Regions from separate parts of the Oryzias latipes genome. Here region 1 is linked to region 2. The links are chromatin contacts, called in public Hi-C maps. All regions are on one chromosome and are shown on one strand. Each heading gives the region's core, a stretch centred on a gene start, on an enhancer-like site or on the middle of the called end of the contact. The rest is flanking DNA. Distances are from core to core; before and after follow the strand shown. Region 1 holds the start of LOC101164888 (serine hydroxymethyltransferase, mitochondrial). Region 2 holds the start of amt (aminomethyltransferase, mitochondrial).

Evidence for each region. Hi-C and Micro-C count contacts between places; a contact is called where the count stands out from the background.
Region 1: a contact with region 2 is called in a Hi-C map of gastrula embryo, with 2.9 times the contacts expected there. The contact joins the promoter of LOC101164888 here to the promoter of amt in region 2. A contact is called at or near these places in 3 of 5 Hi-C or Micro-C datasets (embryo and gastrula embryo).

What each region holds. Positions count from the first base shown.
Region 1 is chr7:7,543,111-7,546,049 of ASM223467v1, reverse strand. LOC101164888 (serine hydroxymethyltransferase, mitochondrial) reads left to right here and starts at 1,615. Exons shown (of 13, transcript XM_004070347.4): 1 at 1,615-1,754.
Region 2 is chr7:6,894,172-6,896,883 of ASM223467v1, reverse strand. It overlaps amt (aminomethyltransferase, mitochondrial), which reads right to left and starts at 1,326. Exons shown (of 9, transcript XM_023956438.1): 1 at 1,120-1,326. The coding sequence starts at 1,245.

The DNA of each region.
Region 1 (2,939 bases), core at 366-2,865, 650 kb before region 2:
TGCTCGCTGGGTGCCAGACAGGTTTTACACATTGACAAAGGTTCTCAAAGTCCAAGCCATGATCTCAATTTCCACTAAAACATAGACCTAGCAAAATTTAGGAAAACTAAATTTACGAATTATTTAAAAAAATATCTAAATTATGTATTTTTACACTGTGGAGAATGTGCTGCACTACTGAACCCTATAGACAAAATAAAGCAGGTTCTTAAAGAAAACATAGCAGGACAAGTTGATGAATGGCTTCCATCTTACATAAAAGCAAACAGAAAATCAGTTAACTTCACACGAAGAATTATTTAATCACCATTTTAATTCTTTGTAAGGTCATGTTGAGTTTTTACAGTTATTTTTGTGTAAATCTTTTGTAATTTATGGTTTAAAATGTTTTTATTAATGGTTTTAAAGGTTAAATTTTCCTATAAGCAAATATCTTAAATGCATTTGAACCCTATTTATGTTATACAATAATCCACAATCAGCAGTGAAGATGTGTTGGAATGAATTCATTTAGTAAAGTAAGGATCTTATGAGCAACAGAATAAAAAAATAAAATAAAATAAACAACTTTAACACCAATACATCTGTTTGCCTAAAGTGAACATGCATAGAAGATTAAGAAATAGTTAGATCGTTCAAAAAGTACCTGCAATAAAACAAGAGTCAAAATGATTTTAATTAAATGTTTGACTTTTACAGTGACTTTGCAACAGCGATTGTCACCCAGATCGTGTCACTAAGGATTTAAAATAAATTAAAATATATATTTGTCTTTAATTTTATTCTTAATCAGTCAAATACCAGCCCAACAGCTGTCTTCAACTTTCCAACAACAAAAGGTAATTTTTCTGAAGTCAGGTTCACCGTCCTTAAATGTCCTCTGGAATGTTCGGAGTAAGAATTTTTGTCAAAGATGTTTTGTTGGAAAAGCCACATAAATTTAGAGTAAAGTAAAGTGCTGAAAGAATAAAAAGAATGCGGACACTTGAAATATGTTAGTTGGTGTGACATCTAAGTTTAACATTGTCTCTGAATCGTGTGATTCTTTGTTTAACTGGGTCCTGGTACTACTTATGGTAATTTGTAGGTTAAAAAAATTCCCTAAAAAGCCCAGTCTCCAGTTATCAGTAATTTCAGTTCCTGCAGAGAGCCCTTGTCATTTTGTCAGCATCCCTGTGGCTAAAGTCTGCAGGGACAGCAGGGATGGCTGTCAAACTGTGCCTGTCTCAAAGAGCTTTTGCCCAGGTAGATGAGTCATAATGGGGCCGGCCAGCTGGTAAAAATGAGCACAGAGGGAAGTAAAAGCTTCACCTCTCTGCGTGTGAATTACCTTCACAGTGCTTTGCTGTTTCTGGTTACAATTAGTCTAAAACAAATTTAAGCTGTTGTCTGGGCATTCACTGTTTAACTGAAGTTGTGCCGAGGTAATGTTTCTTTTTATTTTTCCTTATACAATGTATGTGTGCCTATGTTTGCACATGCATGCATTCATGTGCATGTGAAGAGGAGAGAAAGGAAACAAGAAAGAAGCTGCAGAAGGGAGACTCAGTGGGAGGGAAGGGGAGAGATGAGCTGGGGATTCACTTCAAGTCTTGAAGATTTGTGAAGCTCCTTCTGCAGAGCAGTGAGAGTCAGGTTTAACAAAGTCAAGTCTTCTGGGGGAAAACTGGCTCTAGATGGAGAAACGGCGTTCGAAAATGAGATTTCTTTGTCAGAACTTTCTTATCACCTGTCTGTGGCTTCTTCCCTTTGCGGTGAGTCTGGTCTCCTCCTGAGTTTGTGCTCTTTATTTACAGCATCATTATGAGCTGTACTGAAGTGATAACAGCAGGAACTTCAGTATTCTGCTCACAAGTGCAATCTGTATACTGTACACTAAATCAATTTATAACAAACAATATATATATAAACAGTCTTTGGTACAATCGCTGCTTCTTTAACTGTCATTACATGTTTAATTGTTCCCAAATTTGCCAAACAATGCCAGTTTAAAAGATAGTAAATAACTCAACTGAAATGGATTTTACATAATTACCGAGGTGTTACATCAAGCTGCTACGCTACCAAAGCGTTGCATTTCTTATTGCATTTTAATTTCTGTTATATTTTTTTTAAATTGATTTTTTTTCTTTATTTGTCTCTGCAAGTGCTTTCTCACATTTGTTGCATCCACTCCTCCGCTCAGTCGCATTCACCGCGCTGGCATCTTGACACACCAGTGACACGACTGTCACATTGTGAGCTCCAATTAGGGAAGGTGAGAACAGCAGTAGTTCAAGGTTTAAAGATTGCAACAATATCATCTGCAGCTCCTCCAGCAGTAAGAGAAGCGCAGGATTGATGCACAGGGATGGTGAGGTTAGGGGCTAATGGAAAAAAAAAACAATTATCACAGTATAGCAGCCTTATTATTTTGTGTAGATGTCTTTTTTACATCATTTTATGCCATGAAAATGGGAAAAAAAAACCTGAACATTTATCACACTGCCACTACAGTTAGACTTAAATATAATTTAATGACAAATGAAATGAAATCGAAATGCATCTGTTCTTTAATCACAAAATAACAACGCTAAATCTGCAGTGAATCTCTTCCCCAATTAACATTAAGTATTACTTTAAAGACATTTCTAAATGTCTGCAAATGACTGCAAAACGGTTTAGTTGACATACAGCAGAAAGATAATGCTTCTTTTATATTGTTTGTAATAAAACCTCTTAGCTATAGGGTGGCTAAGTATGCAAACAAGAACTTGTGCAGTGGTTGACAAGATCAGGAAATGATTAAGTCCCGATATCTACAACAGTTTGATTGATCAGTCTGTTTCCGCAATTCTGCATGAGCGGTTAACAAATGTTTGACTCTTCCTCTCAAGGAGGACTAAATTAAATACCAAAAATCATACACAAATGGAAGAAAACACATGAACAAATTTGCA
Region 2 (2,712 bases), core at 77-2,576:
AGCTCTCCTACTAGCTTACACCCTCTCACACCAAATAGAGTGAACAACATCGGACATATCCAGCAGTACAGTTTAAAACAGATGCCAGCTCGGACGAGGAAACGGAGACAGACATGGATCCAGTTGTCTGCAAGTGGATGCATCAAGCAGGGAGCTTATGGCCGCCCAGAATATTTTCTACTTAACAACTACAATTTTTCCAAACAGCTTTTTTTTTAAACTGCTCCTGATTTGATTTGAATGAAGAGATACGCAGAAATGCAGTTTTAATCTTAATTTTCTTTATATACTTCTTCCATCATTTAAAAAATAGAAGAACGTGTTTAAAAATGTCAGCAGAGGAGCTCCTGAAGGCAACACAGCCCACACAGCTTTTTAAACGTCATTCTTGTTTGCTTTCTTCGGCCATTGCAAAATAAACTAATCTAAAGAGGGGTTTCTGGTTAATTCAGATCCATAGAAGTCTGTAACATGTAATCACAGTTCCTGCCTGCAGTGGTGACCTTTGAACCTGCCGAGGAAGAGGAATTATTGAGCACAAACAACTGGAGCCGATAACGGTGAAGAGTCCGTCACTCCTGGTTTAACAGTTTTTGCAGCTCAGTGAAGTGGAGCAGCCAGAGGGAGGAGGGTCTTCTGGGACCCATGCACATTATATGTGCATGAACTCACGGCTTCCACACACTTTCCTGGGTCCGCTGACGCACAGAAAGACTGATTTATCAAGGCTGAAGCCTCACAGTCCCTATGATCAGTCGAAGAGATGGAAAAACAAAGGTCAAGCAAACTCTGACCTTGTTGTGGGAAGACACTTTGGGTGAAGCAAGGCCTCCTGCAGCCTGAAGCTCATCTGATTCAGTTCAATCTTCAACTAACGTTTAACTAACCTAGTTGGGCTTATTTTCAGGCAGTTATGTGACCTACTAAATCTGAAGTCAAATGCAAAAAACATCCACTGCAAAAGATGAACTGGAATTAAAAAGTGGATTTAAAAAACTGAATATATATCTGAACTTGACATGCAATTTATTCCACTTTAAGGGGGCTTTTCAACTGACGTCACAGACTCCAGAAGTGCTGTAAAAAGTGTGCAGATCCCGGTGCAAAGACTCCTCTTACCTCTGCACTGGAGGCCTGTCTCTGCTGCCTCTTCCCCGCGCATCCAGCTCCGGACGCGTGCAGCCAGCCGCTCCTGGACGCCCGCGGCATCGAACCCCCAACTGCGACCCCCAGCCGAGCCCACATCGTGCCTGAGGAGTAGCTGCGCGGCTCCTCACGAACTCACGGGCTTCACGGATCCCAAACGGGGAGGGACTTCCGCTGCTTTCTCAACTCTGTGGAGTGACGTCATACTGGAATTCCTCAGCTTCCCGGCAAAAACACAAAACAAGTGAGGCGTGATTTTAAAAAAAAGAGGGAGGGGGATAGTTGAAAGGACTTGTGGGAAATGCAGTTCATTTTCTGAAGTTTGCATGAACAGTTATGTGAAGTCCATATTTGATTTTTTAATAAATCCAAGTGCAAAAGAGGCGCTCATTTACAGACTATGCAAGAAGATTTGTTTAAATTAAAAGTTAAATAAATAATAATAATCATCATCATATTCACTGATATTTATTTTCTTCATGTTTAAAAGTGATGAAATCCCAGCTGTGTATCTGTGTATTTTTAAACAAGGTTTTACTCAATTGTAGTTCATTTCAGTTCTTTTTAAGAAAGAGACTTACAAAAATTTCAAAATTCCAAAACTGTGTCTGGTATTTTGATCAGATATCTCTAAAAGACGTGGGGAGTCTGGTTCTTCTTTAAAGAAGGAATATGCAAGATTAATGATCCAAACTTAAATGTTCTGTTCTGGGGAAGCTGTCCTGCTATTACTCATTTCTCCATTTAAATATCCCTCACTAACATAAATTCTAAAACAAAACGCAACACACAAGAATCACAACAAACATGTGTTATTGTGGGATCCTTAAACTGAAACAAGTACCAAAAGAAATGTGTGTGTGTATATATATATATATATATATATAGATATATAGATATATAGAGATAGAGATAGAGATAGAGATAGATAGATAGAGAGAGAGATCATCTTTCTATTCGATAATAAAAAGAGAAAAAAGAAAAAAAGACGAAGGTAAACCAAAAAGAAAATAAATATTTTATTAATTTATCCTATTTAAGACATAATGTCTTTTATTTTGAAAGGAACATGCATGCTGGTGTCAAAATTGAAAGAAGTTAAAATAGTTAAATATAGAAAAATAAAACATTGTTAACATTGAAAACATTGATAATTGTTACAACAATTATCGTAAGTTTTTTTTAAAAGCTGCATTTCATAAAAGAATGTCCTAATGTTCACAAAAACATTAAGTGTATCTTTCTAATTGTTGAGGTGTGACTTTTATTGGGTTTTGGTCAGTAAAAAACTAGACTAAATGGTTCTTTTAGCATCAGACCCTACAGACCATAAACTCTCACCACCCCCCACCCCCCCACCCCCGCCGTCAGACTGATGAACATTAGATAACCGTCTTTATGTATAACAAACTTATGTTTTGTGTATATATGCTACTTGTTTTTTGTGCTCTTTTCTTTCTCTTTAAAGCGTGTACAGTGATCCCTTGTTTTTCGCGGGGGTTACGTTCCAAATAGAACCCGTGATAAGCAAAACCCGTGAAGTAGAAACCTTTATTTTTTTTTACA